Regions from separate parts of the Mus musculus genome. Here region 2 is linked to region 1. Evidence: chromatin contacts called from public promoter capture Hi-C data. All regions are on one chromosome and are shown on one strand. The core of a region is the stretch at or near the end of the contact, and the rest is flanking DNA. Distances in the headings are between cores, read along the strand shown. Region 1 holds the start of Gk5 (glycerol kinase 5 (putative)). Region 2 holds the start of Copb2 (coatomer protein complex, subunit beta 2 (beta prime)).

The links. Promoter capture Hi-C pulls out the DNA fragments that hold promoters and counts their contacts.
Region 2: a promoter capture Hi-C map of liver shows a contact between it and region 1, with 2.5 times the contacts expected there. The contact joins the promoter of Copb2 here to the promoter of Gk5 in region 1. A contact is called at or near these places in 4 of 39 promoter capture datasets (erythroid cells, liver and pre-B cells).

Annotation. Positions count from the first base shown.
Region 1 is chr9:96,117,651-96,121,621 of GRCm38.p6, reverse strand. Gk5 (glycerol kinase 5 (putative)) reads right to left here and starts at 2,193. Exons shown (of 16, transcript NM_001368879.1): 1 at 2,010-2,193. The coding sequence starts at 2,171.
Region 2 is chr9:98,561,746-98,565,716 of GRCm38.p6, reverse strand. Copb2 (coatomer protein complex, subunit beta 2 (beta prime)) reads right to left here and starts at 1,986. Exons shown (of 22, transcript NM_015827.2): 1 at 1,894-1,986. The coding sequence starts at 1,896. 4930579K19Rik (RIKEN cDNA 4930579K19 gene) reads left to right here and starts at 2,106. Exons shown (of 1, transcript NR_029444.1): 1 at 2,106-3,257.

The DNA of each region.
Region 1 (3,971 bases), core at 944-3,443:
GATGCACGATTAAGTTTCTAGAAAGTTGGCCAAAGAAAGACCCCATGTTTTATCACTAGAGACAACAGACATAAAATTATTTTTTTAAATGGCCACATAAGCAAAGACTAGTGGTGTCTCAGCAGGGATGGGATGGGGTGGGCAGATACCTATTTCCAACCTAGCCTATGCTACAGAGAGAGTTCCAGACCAGCCTTGGATACAGAGAGAGATCTTAAGACCACAAATACACAAACACAAACAAAAACCACTATAACTTATTTTTGTATGTAGTTATCTGCCCAGAAGCACACCCTTAAGTTCTGACATCAGCTATCACGGTTTAAGACCATGCTTAGCATCCCAAAGACAGTGTTCTTCCCATCAGTTCCCAGGCATCGTCTCCACAGTTCTTTACATAGCCAGAGCTCCATCGGTAGACCAGGCAGGCTGGCCTTGAACTCAGAGACCCATCTGCCTCTATCTCCCAGGCCCTGGAATTAAAGGTATGTACCACCAAACCCCAATACTTTCTAAAAATCAAATTTCCTTAAATTGTGCAACAACTATGCAGCTGTATTGCCTACCAACTTCTTAAAAATTTATCAAATTTCATATTTACTTCAGGGTAGGGAGCACACTTGTGCCAGTTTAAAGTGCCGAGGACAGAGGGCAACCTATGCTCTCCTTTCTCCCTGTCCATCTCAGGGATCCAAGCTTAGGAGGGAGGACTGGGAAGTCCTCTTTACCTGCTGAGCCATCTCCTTCCTGAACCAAACTCTCATTCCTTAATTAAAAAAAAAAAATTTAAAATGCACCGTTTCAGCAAAAGTACTTTGTGACTAGAATTGTAAGAAAAACTAAGAAGTATCGTTGTGTTTGTGATAAAGACTTGCAATACGACAAGAGCTCAGTATGTGCCTTAGACCTGTCCTTAAAGGTTGGGACAGGGATGGACTGAGTGGGTGGGCAGTGTTCCGACACAGCTGGCCAGAGAGAGAGCGAGCAGCGCAGTTGCTGCAACTCACCTCCTAGCTCAGATCCCTGAAGGGAACGTCTAGTCTATTTCCTCAAAGTAAATTCTTAAGGCAGTCACTACTTAACTTTTACCCTAGTCGATGTAGGATAGCACAGGGAAAAAAGGGGGGAGCCCAGTGCTGTAAGGAAGAAGTTAAATGGCTCTCATATCCCTTCGCTAATATTTTAAACATTAGAAAATGCTAGTATTTAAAGGAGTAAATAAGAACACTACACTCAATCAACTGCATTGACCACTGTATAGAAATTAGCGCTTTATTAAAATGGGGGTTGGCTGTTAACTAGTATCATCTGAGGTTTAAGGCTTTGCTAACAAAGACCAACCAATGCTTTGGCAGGCTTCTCAAGCCAGAAGATACTTTTTAATGAATTCTCAAAGATGGAAAGAAATAAGGATAACAAAGCTTTCAAAATGTGCTCAGTGTCTCCAATATCCATGGAAGTTAAATGTTAATGTGAGGACCTAGCACTTTTACGAACGCAACCAGTAAGGTGGCTTGGCGGTAAAAGTACTTCTGCCAAGCCTGAAGACCTGAGTTCAATCCTAGGGACCGGGCCAACATGGTGGAAGGAGAAAACCGATGCCCAAGAAAGTTGTCCTCTGACTCCTAAATGTGTGCCATATAGCACGCGAGCACACACAGATACACAAATAATAAATGCAACGAATTGTTTAAATAACACAACCGAAAAAAAAAAACCCACAGTTTTATATTCCATCAAAATCTGAAGAGCTAAAAGGCATAAAAGGTCGACGAGGAAGTGCAGAAAAACCACGCAAATCACTAACCACCTTCTGTCCACATATACACAATCTGCCCGCGCTGCCCCGAGAGTCACCTCGGTTCCACCCAGGTAAAGCTAGAGCGCTGAGTCCCGCGGGACAGGAAGCGAGAGACAGACACCGGGCCACGCCGGCCCGAGCCCCCCAGAGGTGCAGGAAGAGCTAGGGTGCAGTCAGATCCCGAGACCCTCCCGCCGCGCCTAGTCACCTTCTGCGCGCTGGAGCCTCGCACTCGCGCCGTCTGGTCATAGACGTGGCAGCGGATCACCGTGCTGCCCACGTCCAGCCCCAGCACGAAGCGGGAGGGCGGCGAGGCCGACGCGCTCAGTTCCTCTCGCTGCCGCTCTGCACGCTCCTGCTGCCCTGACATCGCGACCCCGAACACTGCAGTCGCCACGGGCCGGCCAGCGCGGAGCTATAAACGCCAGACCCCGGGCGGAGAGCTCGCGGCCCCGCCCCTCCTACACCGCGCCCTGTCCCGCCCCTCGACGAGTTAGGCTCCGCCCCTTCACAAGACCCCGCCCCGCCTCGTTCAGCCCCTTCGGGAAGCCTTGCTACCCCACGCTCCGCCCCTAGCACCGTGACGTCAGGGCAGCGCGCCGAGCAGCTCGTGGGAATTTGGCAAAGATGGCGTTTACCGCAGCGCTGTACTGGATGTCACCGTTCAGCGACCGTTACTTTGAAACTTTTTAGTTCCCTTCTAGCCCAGATTACTTTTTTACGAATATCTGTTAGGAAAAATCAAGTGAGATGAAAAAATTTTAAACTTTTTTTCATGTTCACTTAGTTTTTTGCCTGTATTTATGTGTGTGAGCCACATGTGCCTGATGCATGTAGAAGTCAGAAGAGGACCTCCGACGATTGCAAGCTTCCATGTAGGCAATGATAACCAAACCCCGGTCTTCAGCAAGAGCAACTAGTGCTCTTAACCAGTGAGCCATCTTTCCAGTCCGTGGGAAGACATTCAAAAGTATAGGAGGTTCCTCATGAAGTCTTCCCAGAAAAGCTTGCATGTATTACACAACGATGAATAGATGTCCAAGTTTTGTATGGCACTAAAGGGCCTTTGCCGCGACACAAAGTTTAAATTTCGTGAGAATGTTTTGTGGGTAGCTTATCAGCTTAAAGGAATATTTTCTTGTTTATATTACTCTGTTAGCCTACTTGCTTCCCAGAGATTTGCCAAGTTGGATTTGGGTTGTCACTTGAAGCTTGACTGTGAACACCATATTTATTTTTGTTTGTTTGTGGCTTCTCTTAATAGTCTGTCTCTACACAGCAATGCCTATTTGCACCATCTGGCACAGGTCTGCCCTATATCGTTGGTGACCAATTGGTCATGCATGAATGTGTGTGTGTGTGAGAGAGAGAGAAAGAGAGAGAGAGAGAGACTTTCCAGCGTTGTATGCATGACTAATAGTCCTATGCTGTCCGATTCTCTTGAGAAACTGAAACTGTACAAATACCAGAGGGAAGGCAGAGCCAGAACCTGAGAGCCACAACTGAAGTTTGACCTTGTTCCTCAAGGCAATCTCTTACTAGGACCAAAGGCTCCCTAGGATTCTATATGCTCTTGTCGTGAATAGGCACCAAACTCTGGTCCTCATGTTTGACTGGCAAGCACATTACCTACGGAGCTATCTCTCCCAGTTCCTGAGGGAAAGAAACTTTAAAGAATTGGTTGTAGGTCCAGGCAAGCTTAGAAACTTGTAGGGCCTGCTGGCAGCCTGGAAAAGAAGGCACACTTCCATGCTTACAGTTTTGATTTCCTCCTTCCCGAAGCTTGCCTTTGCCCTTTTCCAAAGCTTGCCTGGTGTTCAACTAATCGGGGGAAGCTCAGTCATGTGTGTGTGTGTGTGTGTGTGTGTGTGTGTGTGTGTGTGATATCTTTACTGGGGATACAGATTTAAATGTCAATCACATCTAAACTACACCTCCCACAGCAATGTACAAGTAACCTAGTCAAGCTTATTCATACAGTTAGCCATTAGTTTCCCTGCTTACAACTAAGAAAAGTTCAGTGTAGGCAGTGTTAACAGTTGGTGTACTTCTCACAGAGGTATTTCTTGGGGGTTTTATACTCTGCGACTTTGTGATCATTTTCGTAAGGTCAAACATCAGCAGTTTCTAAAGTGTGAAAGAGCAGATCTTAAAAAATACTTAGTCTAGA
Region 2 (3,971 bases), core at 737-3,236, 2.4 Mb before region 1:
CTTTAAATCACAAGCTAATCTCAGGGGAGCAAACCTTTTCGATGATTTCTAAATGTTTGCCCCACTAATTACTGTCACAAAATTTAACTTCTCCCTCTCATCTTTGAGTCAACAACAAGCAGGAAGTATGTTATGCCAGGAGCCATAGTGGGATCTTCAACATAACATAAGCCCCCACATCCAAGTAAGTATGTGTAAGTGTGTGGTGTGTGTATGTGTGTGTAAAATAGGATTGTTAGGATAATCCTAACAAGGTTTTCAAATTGATTTTTCAAAATGGCTAGGGATCTCTGAACTACCTAGTATATAGCTGCACATACCCCAAAGTAAAGACACCCATTTTAAAATGTGCATTACTGCAGGCAAGCGCTCCTGGAGTCATACTTACCATCCCAGTCATGAGTGTTTTAAAGATATCATACCAGGTCTTAGACGATTAAACTACTCACACTGCATCCTCAACTCCAGACTTAGTTTAAATGCCACTGCCACCATTATGCCCTTTCTGATTAGCCTAGCCAGAGGATTCTTCCCCATCCACGTACACAGCTCTTCTTGCTTGTGGAGTGGTTTATTTCTGAAGGGCAGGCTCAGTGCTTATCCAGCTCCTTCTCTCCACACCATATGTATTTGGGAATACGGGAGGAACAGGTAGTATAGATGAGGTCCACAGTCTTGCTAGAAGCCTCAGCTGCAGCGCTCATGTCAGACACATGGTAGTAAGTTTAATTAACACCCAAGGTTTGACTTGTATAACAGGGATAATAATAATATCTCTCTTAGCATTCTGAGAATTAAAATCAGAGTTCAGTTAGAGCAGAGCACGGCTTATAGTAACCACCATAAACATTACTCATAATTATCCACAGGCTGCGGTGACAATCAGCTGGTAAATGTTTAGCAAAATGCAGGACAGTGAAATGCTCCTATGGTGAGTGAGCAAATAAATAAAGTCATGTTTTGTACTTTTTACTCGAGACTTAAAATACAGCCATCTTTTAGTATCTCTGCACATGGTTCCAGTATCCTCCACCAAATCAAAACGCTCACGTTCAGTTATTTAAGTGCTTATAATTTACCCATCACTCCTGGTCATCTCTAGATTAGTTAGAACACCGATACAGGGGTCAAAGTTGTAAAGAGTCGTTGTATACTATGACAGCACATGTTCACACAACAGTTTTCCTCAAATGTCTTCCACCGAAAGCTGGTTCAATGTGTGGGTATGGAACTCACAAACATTGAAGAAGGAAAGTCAATTTTTAATTGACTATTAAAAATATGTCTCAAAACTAAGTTAGGCAGATCTCAGGGCCTTCCCCAAAAAGGTCATCCTCTGTGTGCACAGAAGGCCCAATCAACATCAACTAGAAAACGACGAGCTGGGCTGCCATAGCATTTGAAATTTCACCTCTGGCTCCATATACATTTAACTTTGTTTAGTTCTGGTTTTCCTCTGCTTAAGTTTGCAATGTGGTGCCTGCACACTACCAAACACCTCACGCAACCTGGAAGGTGGGTTAGCAAGCACCACCCTCAATGACAGAATAAAGTGACTTGGTCAAAGTTGCCTTTGGCATCCGAGTCCTGACTCTAGCATTTACTTGCACTACCGGACCCGGTGCAGACTGCAAGGGCACTGACAGGCGCCCTGACCGCCCTGAGAGTCGGGGGCGCCGCTCCTTCGCGGGTACCCAGTTACACTACTGTGTCACCACGGCAGCCTCCCGGTCTGGCCTTCTTCCTCCCAGGACGCCAACGGGACAGGAGGACCCCGTCAGGCCGCAGCAGTAGCAGCGCAGACCGCTTCTAGCTACTGCTCCTAGCCAAGAAGCCCCGGGAACCCGCCGCAGCCGGTGGGCTCCACTCTCTGTCCCCTGAGGCCCGACTTACCATGGCTCCGACTGTCCGAGCGAGCCCCTGCCCGTCACAGGCTCAAGGCGACACACTCAGGAACCCACCGACCCGTGGACCGGCCAACCCACTGACGTGGAACTTCCGGGAAGCGACTCTCGCGGTACTCGGAGCCAGGCTCTGCGCCTGCGCACACCCTCCGTAAGGCGGTCCGTGCATGGTCCCGCCCCAGTTTCCTAGGTAACGCGGACTTCCGCGTCTCCCGCTGCTGAGCTGGCTGATGGAGTGTATTGCTGTGGCCAGAGTTGGGCGGTGACTAGCGGCGGTCTGGGCTGCTCACCTTCGGTCAGTTTCAGAAAGGCAAGAAGATGGAGCGCAGTGCTGGATTCCTGCTGAACGTCGGCAGCAGTGGAGGGGCCCGGAAGCGCTATCCGAACAGCGTGAGCCTCTGGCAGAGAAAAGAAAGCTCTAAAACTGTGTACTCCAGCGGGCTCCGGAACGGGGCCCAGAGCGGTGTCTGGGTCTTGGGTGAAACCGACCGAGGCGGAAAAGATGTGGGCGCGGCTCCCGCCTTTGAGGCTCCGAGGAGCCCTGAGATCTTGGTTCTGGAGGCTCCCGGAGGCAGTCGGGTGATTACCCTTCAAAGAGCATCCACCGGGTCGTTTGTTTGGCTATGTACCTTCAGTTGGTGGTACTGCCACATCACGTAGGAGTCGTCTCCGTTTTATTGATTGGAAATGTAAGACTCAAAGAACTCAGGTTTACTGGCCAAGATGGCATAGTAAGTAGTGTTGTTAAGATCTGGGCTCAGGGGAGAATACGCCCTGGAAGCCCAGTGCTCTATCTGCTATGCCAAAATAGCTCTTTAATAAATTAGTTGAATTTCAAAAAAATGATTGCCAGGAAAAGTGCAAATACATTGTGTATCGATTTCACACACCTTTTAAAAAGATAATGCTATGAAACAAATGGAAGTTGCCCTTAGCTCCTTATAAACCTCTAGTTGGAGAAAAGCCTAGGTTTCCAGAAAGGAATTGTATAGCCTGAGAGAAGTAAGGGTGAGTTTTCATTAGGTAGTGCCTGGCTCTTGGGAGATTTATAGGCCTCAGTTTTTCATATACAAAAAGTCAGATAGTTTTCAAAGATCCATTTTTACTATTCTGTCAGTAAAAACAAATTTTCTCTCAGTAATGAGATTTTTACATAATTGACATGAATAATCACATAATCGCATACTGTAGCGCAACCAATTGCAAGAATTAGTTGAAACTTTTTAAAATGTGAACTATATCTAGTGTGGAGAATAGCTGGGCTTCTATTATTTTTGATTCCTTAATTCTCTTTGCATTTTTAATTTGACACAGTATCAATAAATATAAAATAAAATAACATCTCCATTCCACAGAACCTGTTGATAATACTTAAATCTATATAACACCTGTAGTTTACCTGCTGGAGAGTTAAGCCCCCACCTGCCGTGCTCATTTTGTGTCTCCATCTTTTGCTGCTGCAGGTCAGCAACATCAAGTTCTGCAATAGTGACTATGATCAGCTCTTAGCCAGGCCATAGCGTACCCATGTAACCACAAACCTTGAAGATCTGCGAGTTCAATACCAGTTTCTGCAAGACTCTCTCTCTCTCTTTTAATCTTTTAAAACTTATGTACTGAATTTCGGCTATATGAAAAGTTATGCTAGGTACTATCTTAAGAGAATACCTCTAAAACTCTGGACTTGGGTTTTAATTGTAAGAAATTTCAAGAAAATAATCAAATACATAAACACACACACACATAACTCTTAAGTGTTCAATTGTGGGCTTAAAACAAAATCTCTTGTTTACTCTGGCTTAGAGGCATGTGGAAGGTTGGGAAAATAGCTCTGGGGAAGAAAAGAACTATGGTCAAGCTTAGCAAATTGGTAGAGGGTTTCCCAAGGGGTTGATTGCTATTGATAACAAGCTTAAAGTCTTAGCTGGTCAATCTCTAGGACGGCTGCTTCATCCCAAGTGGGCATCCCTTCCAGCATCGATTTAGCAGTACCGTGTGTACACCCCAGCCCCACCCCCATCTGTTCTAGTTTGACTTCAGTGGCTGTGATAAAACACTGAGCAAAAC